2 separate regions of the Mus musculus genome follow, and region 2 is linked to region 1. Evidence: chromatin contacts called from public promoter capture Hi-C data. All regions are on one chromosome and are shown on one strand. Each heading gives the region's core, a stretch centred on a gene start, on an enhancer-like site or on the middle of the called end of the contact. The rest is flanking DNA. Distances are from core to core; before and after follow the strand shown. Region 1 overlaps Ccdc14 (coiled-coil domain containing 14). Region 2 overlaps Mylk (myosin, light polypeptide kinase).

Evidence for each region. Capture Hi-C pulls out chosen DNA fragments and counts their contacts.
Region 2: a promoter capture Hi-C map of adipose tissue shows a contact between it and region 1. The contact joins two enhancer-like sites. A contact is called at or near these places in 2 of 39 promoter capture datasets (both in the 3T3-L1 cell line) and 2 of 9 other capture datasets (adipose tissue and embryonic stem cells).

The regions. Positions count from the first base shown.
Region 1 is chr16:34,705,006-34,708,829 of GRCm38.p6, forward strand. It overlaps Ccdc14 (coiled-coil domain containing 14), which reads left to right. Exons shown (of 13, transcript NM_172824.3): 6 at 1-42; 7 at 156-250; 8 at 1,382-1,892. Among named protein-coding and RNA genes, the nearest start is that of Gm35150, 16 kb to the left of the region's middle. Within about 2 kb of position 1,591, at least 22 of the 459 cell types and tissues checked have an H3K27ac peak or open chromatin away from gene starts, as enhancers often do. A contact at or near this core is called in adipose tissue, where this site is marked.
Region 2 is chr16:34,907,581-34,911,554 of GRCm38.p6, forward strand. All of the region lies in intron 11 of Mylk (myosin, light polypeptide kinase), which reads left to right. Among named protein-coding and RNA genes, the nearest start is that of 1700119H24Rik, 30 kb to the right of the region's middle. Within about 2 kb of position 2,026, at least 39 of the 459 cell types and tissues checked have an H3K27ac peak or open chromatin away from gene starts, as enhancers often do. A contact at or near this core is called in adipose tissue, where this site is marked.

The DNA.
Region 1 (3,824 bases), core at 341-2,840:
CCAATGGAATACATGCTGTGTGCCATACCATGTCTAATTCAGGTTAGTTCCTACCATAGCTTCAAATGTTGAATGTGAACTATGATTAAATTACTTTGTAATTATATAAGCACTGTAAGGTGTGAATAATGCATACTTTCTTTTTAACTCCGTAGGCTCTCAGGCAACACCACATTCTGGTTTTGGCTGTTCTCCTTCCGCTTCTGTCTGGCCACCTCAGCAGCCATCCTGCCCCCTAATGGTCCACTCTGTGGGTATATATAGTTTGTTACTAAAGAAGTGGCTTGCTTAGAGAAACTGTCATCTTAGCAATGTACTCAATTTATTGATCAAATATAGTAGGATATAAAACCAATTTCATAATTTTTTTGGATTAAAAACGTTTAACTCTTAAGAACAGTAGTGAGAGAGAAAGAGAAGAAATCATGAGAAAAGGGAAAGCAAGCCTTCTGAGCACTAAGCACAGCCAGTGCCCTGGTCCTGGTAAAGTGTGTTTTCACTCGGTTAACGCTGCGTCTTTAAAACGAGAGCTTTGTTTCACAGTTATGTGCTGCCTTTTCACTTAATACAGTAGTATGACTGTTTTCTTGAAATATGCCTTTTATATAGTTAAGCTGTATTTTGTGGGTGTTTTCTCTTAAGATAAATGTCTCTGAGCTAAGTTGTATAGTAAAATCACTAGTCTCTGATTTGACATTGAACTAACAGCGTTATTTCTCTAAAATTCATATACACTTAATATATGCACAAACATTTTTATTTCTGTGGTCCTAAAAATTGAACCCAGCACCTCACACTCAAGACAGTCACAGGACCACTGGGCTCCATTCCTGCTGAATATATTTTTATCAAAGCTCTGTGTGTGTTTTCTAAATAAAATACCTATTTTTTTTTATTTGTGTGGGGATTTGCCTGCATGTATGTCTGTGCACCACATACATGACAACATTGAATCCCCAGGAACTGGAGTTGTGAGCAGCCATGTGGGTGCTGGGAACTGAACCCAGGTCCTCTGCTAGAGTAACAAGTCTTAACAGATGAGCCATCACTCCAGCCTCTGAACTTGCTTCTTAAACTGTTTCTCAAAATGAAAATGTTTGAGTCTAAATGTGGACTAATTTTTGATGCTTTGAAAGCATGTGTGGCATTTGTAAACAATCTATTTTCATCGTGGCTAATGTTCCCACACTGCAGAGGGATCTACTTAAGCTCTGAAAATCTAGCCTTTGTTGTGCAGTGAGGAAGTCCAGCTTGCTGGAAAGCTGAAAATATCCAAAATTGGTAATGGTAGGGAATTATGTTCTACTACTAATTCACTTGTGTTTTTTTAGTCCTACAATGTCTGCTCACACGTTGAAGGCTTGCTGTTTTCTTGCTTTAGGAAGTTCAGACTGATGCTGATAACCAGTTTGAATCACAAAGTCAAGCGACCTCTGTGAAGTACGGTGATGTTCCCAGGGATCCGTTTAGTGTCCATCCTGGAGTTGCATGTGGCCTTCCCCACGCTGACAGTCCAGCTGTTGCAAAGAGTCGGCAGCTGGATCTTACGAGTTGTATTCTGCCCCAACAGAGAGCTCCCAAGGAAGCAGAGTTACTAAAGTGCTTCCAAACACACACGTCTCTGTTTCCAGCTCACGGGAAGGACGCTCTCTCGGACAGTCAGGCATACCAAAGTCCCTCTCAGTTACAGCCAGCCTTCTTGGCCACTAATGAAGAAAAATGTGCCAAAGAACAATTTGAAGAGGCCACAAATGAAGGAAAGCATTTAAGCACACATGTGCAAGATGCAAAAATAGCCAAGAATGTGCAGCAGGCAGAAAATGTAAGCCAGACTGCTGAAAAAATCAGACTTGCCAAGTGCTTGTTGGGAGAGCTCAAGGCCCTGATGGAAGGTAGATGAGCACTTCCTGTTTTTCTGTACTCTATAATGCTTGGTAGCAGTGTTGTGTTTTCTAGATGTCATTCAGATGACGGTGATGGAGCAGGAGTTTCTGGTGTTTCTCACAGAACTTTATCTTGACCCAATAAGGAAAAGATCTCTGTTTGTTGTCTTGCATTTTAGGGCTTTTGTTTGTTTCTTGAGACAGGGTTTCATGTAGTCTAGGAGAGCTTCCAGCTTGCTCTGCAGCTGCTGCTGGTGTTGGGTCCCTAGTCTTCCTCCCTAGATGACTTTTTTGTTTAACAAGGATGTAAATTGACTTCTCTGATTTAATAACTAGCTGTTACAATGTTAAACAGACCCCACTTTATGTAACAGCCCAAGCTGCTCACTAGCTTCTCTGTTCATGTTTAGTGCTTTTTTCTTAAATCAAAGGAAAAAGGTCTTTGAGCCAAGTTGTTGTTTTGGTATGTGTGTGTGTGTGTGTGTGTGTGTGTGTGTTTTAAAGTAGTGGCATTTGCTTGGAATGAATTATAAATATGTCATCTTAGAAAGCATAGTAATTGATTGTGGAACTAACAGAATAGCTGCCATTTATAGGCTGATACATACACAGACTACTAAAATCCTTGTAAATACAGTATAGTTAAGTCATAGGTTAAGTATTAAAATTGCAGGTTTTTAAAAAAAGATGATTTATTATTATTATTATTATTATTATTACATGTAAGTACACTGTAGCTGTCTTCAGACACACCAGAAGAGGGCGTCAGATCTCATTATGGGTGGTTGTGAGCCACCATGTGGTTGCTGGGATTTGAACTCAGGACCTTCAGAAGAGCAAGTCAGTGCTCTTAACCACTGAGCCATCTCTCCAGCCCAAAATTGCAGCTTTAACATCTTCAAATTAGACAGTTTTTGTTTATTTGTTTTTTGTTTATTTTATTTTTTTGAGATAGGGACTCACTATATAGCTCTGGCTAGCCCGGAACTTGCTTTGTAGATCAGGCTGGACTTGAACTCAAGAAAGCAATTTACCTCCCTCTCCCAAGTACTGGGATTAAAGGCATGTGCCACCATACCTGGCTCTTTCTTTTCTTTTGCCAAAATCTTTAATCATGGCAGCAGCAGTGACAGCAGTGGCACTGGTGTCCCCTGTCCTGAGTGCTCACTTGCTCAGCACTGCACTGTACTCTCGAGTGACCTCTCATGAGTCTCAGAGCACTGCTGTAATCACCTACATTTCAGGTAAGGATAATAGTATCTCATTCTAATCTCAGCAACCCAAGGAGATAGATACCTTTTTCTTTAGTTCTATTTAACTATGAAGAAGCTTAGGCTAAAAGAATGAAGTCATTGAAATAATTGGCCAAAGAATGAAAAAAAAAATCTCAATTAGAAAGGAGGAAGGACTAATGTAAAAAACTATTGTGCAGGATGGTGAGTGATGATAGTAAGTAGCAATATAGCTTTCCTATTGCTGAGAGGTTAGGTTTCCAGCCTTCTCACCACAGAAAATTAATACATGAGGCAATGTGTCTCCATTCCTTCATTTTAGCTATTGTGCTGTGCATACATAATTCAAACATGTTAGACACAATAAGTCATGCAATCTTTATGTGGTTTGACTATGGTCAAAGCTCTAAAACCTGTTTGAGCCAGCTCTCCACTTCAGAACCATGAGCAGAACTGCTCTATAGAGAGAGGACCACGCAGTTGCTGGACACAGTTGTTCATTGTGCATGCACTTTCTACCAGAATTCAAATACTGTGCAAGCGAATACACCTGTATATATATACTTAATTATCTCACATGCTCTGATGCGACAGAGGGGACAAAAAAAGGATGGAATACGAACTTGCTCCTTGCATGTGTTGACTACTTCCAGTCATAGCTGCTCTCCACAGTTAGTAACAAAAGGCAGAGGTCGGCTGGGTCACATTA
Region 2 (3,974 bases), core at 776-3,275, 200 kb after region 1:
CTGGGCTCACTCAGTGGGTAGTGGTTTGGGACTGAGGATCCAGGAAACTACTTCAGGCTCCTCTTCTCAGGGCGTCTAAAGGAAGCCACTTACTTGGAACCCAATTGTGCCTTCCCTGTTGTCTTAGACCCAGTTCAGCCCATGTTCATTAGAAGGTTGGCCATTTTCTCACCCCATGAAGAACTTGGGCTTATTCACTGCTGACCCCTGACCTGAATTCAGGATCATCATATCCCGAGTGATTAACCCCACACCTGCTGGAGGGATTCAAAACAAACAGGGACACCAACCTGCAGACTGGAGAACAAATTATTTCCTCCCGTTGTCCCTGTAGGACTAAAGGGAAGAAAGAGCGGGTAGCCACTCTGGATCCAAAGCCTGAGCTGTTTCCTCGGACTCCTCTCTTGGGGAGGTGCAGTGAAGTTCCACTAGTTTATTTTTAGATCTGTCCCATGGTCTCTCTAAGCATGACATCACAGAACTTGCTTTGGGCCACTTAAAAACAAACAAACAAACAAACAAACAAGTCAAATCATAATCGTCAGGAAGGCTCAGGATCCACGACTTCTTAGGCTACTGATAGGTCCACTGTGTGACTCTAGGCAGGCAGGAGTCGGCCAGTTCTCAGGAGATGTCTATAAATGGCATTGATGAGTGTAGACAACGTGGACTTAGGGAGGTTCAACTTGGAATTTTCAATTTTATATTGTTGTGAGGAGCAGACAGACCCAGTCAGCATTGTGACCCCAAGATGTCTGTCAGCATTGTGACCCCAAGATCAAACAGCCAGTCCCCTACAGCAAGCTGTGTTGCTAAGCTGCCATACTCTGCAGAGCTGTGTCACCGAGCTGCCATATTCTATAGAGCTATGTCTCTGAGCTTCAATGCTCTGTAGACCTGTGTCACTGAGCTGCCATACTCTGTAGAACTGTGTCTCTGAGCTTCAGAGCTGTGTTTCTGAGCTGCAATACTCTCTGTAGTATTCGGTTCACCAAATGCATTTTAAACTTACCATACTTTGTTGCTTATAGTAGGTTTATAGGAAACCACACTAAGTTGAGAAGCATTGTGGTTGCACATATTGTTTTCAAGTTCTGTCTTCAAAACTCCCTGAAACTCTGAGACAACCCTAGAGACAGGTGAAGGTGTGGGGCTTCAGGTAGAGGCCTATTTACAGTTCAGATCCAGCTCCAAGTCTCAGGTGTCTACCTGTGCTGGCTTTTTGTTGTTGTTTTTGTTGTTTATTTTCAGGTTGCCACAACTTAGAGTCATCCAGAGATACTGTAACCTCAACTGAAAAAATGCCCCCATAAAAATCAACCTGTAGACAATAGATGTCTAGAGAGCCCAGCCCACTGTGGGTGGTGTTTCCTCTAGGCAAGTGGTCCTGGATAGAATAAGAAAGCATGCTAAGCCAGCCTTAAGGACAAACCACTAAGCAGCGTTTCTCCATGGCCTCTGCTTCAGTTCCTGCTTTGAGTTCCTGTCCTAACTTTCCACAGTGATGGAGTTTGACCTAAGAGTTATAAACTGGAAAAAAAAGTTTCCTTCCTAAGTTGTTTGGTCATGGTGTTTTATCACAGCAATAGAAACCTAAGACTTGTCCAGGGCACGGGCCCTCAGGCATAGACCCAGCAAGCTGCCATGTTGGGGTACAAATCTCCCCCCTCCCCCCAATGCCTTTCTTAGCTCCCAGGGCAGGTTGGGTGGTGTAAACAGATCTCTAGACTCTAGCAGCCAGGATCCAGAGTGCTGTGGCTTTCCTGGAGCTCAGGGTAAGAGAACAGGCAATAGGAAGAAGTGAGAGAGAATGACCAGACCTGGAAGAGCAGACAGTCAGTCCAAAAGGCGAGCAAACTGGGATTAGATGCTCCTGCTGTACCCAGAAGGAGTTCCAATCCATCTGTATGGAGCTCGTGGCTTGGGCTGTGAGGCAGAGATTCAGGAACAAGGAGTCCTCTGCAGAGGGGAAACATTTTGTCCTCCAGCCCTCTCAGTCTGTGAAAGACAGGAAATTCCTCAACCCTCCAGAGGCAGCCAGCTTTCCTGACCACGGCAGTCCAGGCTACATGAGGTAGATCTGTGCGTTTCCAATACAGGCTCCCTAAGTCCACTCTCAGAGCCTCCTGCCAATAGTCCTCCAGCAGCCGCACTCCATCAAAAGACAATTCCCCGAACTGGGGGCAGGGACCAAGACCACTACCTGGTGGCCAGAGGCGGGACAGAACAGATCTGTGTTAGTTGCTCTTGTGTGCTTGTTCCTTATTCTCCCTGCGGCAGCCTCTCTGAGGAAGCGTTACTCTGACCTTTATTCAATCCTCTGAGCCTCATCCTCCCATGGTCCCAAAGGCTGGGCTGGGAGAGCTTAGCTTTCGGTGGCCACAGGTAAAAATTAACATGTTGTGAATTGGGCCTTAATCTGGTAGAGAAAGCACCCTGGAAACTATCCCTAGAGTCCTAGAGTTTGAAAGAAAGTTTGGAATTTGTTTCCCTATGGTGGTGGAGACCCAAAGTACTAGAGTCCTCCCTTGATCTTTGATTTTTAAATGAGAGGTATTCCATTGTATTAGTCTGGTTTCTGTTGTAACAAAATACCCAAAGATGGATACTTTGCAAAGAGGTTAATCTTAGTTCTTAGCTCTAGAGGACACAAAGCATGACACAGATCTCTGCAGAGGTCTTCACAAAAGCTTCATGCTCTGTCCTGTCATGGCCGAGAAGCAATAGAAATCGGTGCATGTGATAGCACGTGCTGAAGACCACCAGTGCAGGTTCCAGGCTCACTTTAGAACACGCCACTCTCACATGCACTAATCCAGGTCTATGAGACCCATCTCACTCTTGAGAGAACTAAAGAACTTTACCAGTCTCTTGAGAAAGACGTTAATCCCTTTATAGGGGTGGTGACTCCATGACCTAATCACCTCTCAGGGGACCTCTTTCTAGTGCCTCCATATTGAGGATGAATTCTCATCATGACTCCCAAGGATCAAGTAGAACCTTTGCCGATCTCAGACCCTGATTTGATACCGACTACTACAAACAAACAGAAAGTAATAACTTGTTGTTCACCCTGAGTTTTAGTTCAAACCATAGCGCCTGGCCTACTAATATTACTCCCTATAGTACCAGAAAAAAAAAAAAAAAAAAAAAACCACAACAGCAAAATGCTATAGGAGGGGCTAGACACTGGACAGCCTGGGGCTTGTCCTGCATGAGAAGCAGACAATGCCTTATCTCCTGGAGACTGGTTGAAGCCAGCCTGGGGTAGGATGGCAAGAGTAGGGAAAAGTGCTTCTCTGAAAAGCTATCTCCTCAGAGAGCTGAGAGGGAGGAGGTGGACCAGGCCTGCACCCAGAAAGCTGTCGTGGTCTTCGTCCTTTATTAGCTACCTTTGTGCCTTTCCCAGATTTTACTCAAGTATTATGAAGGTACAGTAAGCTGCATGTATTTTAGGAGTTTAACTTAAATGAGTTTTGGCAGACATGTGAATATCCATGAAACATTTACCCTGACCTAAAAAAGTGAACATTTCTGTTTCTCTTAAGCATTCCTTACTGCTCTTTTCTAATCCACCCCCACGCCCCTGCCGCGGGCACCCAATGATATGCTTTCAGTCTCTCTAGTTTGGGGTGTGGGGTGTGTGTGTGTGTGTGTGTGTGTGTGTGTGTGTGTGTGTGTGTGTAAGAGAGGGAGAGACAGAGAGAAACCAAGAAGAGCTGTAGGATGAAGCCAACGCTTTACCTCACACAGGTGAGACTATTGCTCCATCCCTAGTCACATCCCACCCTGTACTTTTGCTTTGTTTAGCTGAGATGTGATCTTACCCTAAGCTGGCCTCAGGCCCACTGTTCTCTTGCCTCCTCAGTGTGGGGATTATCGGTGTTTGTTGCCATATCCAGCTTTAGTTTATTCTTCAAAAAGGGGGGGGGGGGGAGAGGAGGAAGAAGAGGAGGAGGAGGAAGTGGGCTTGG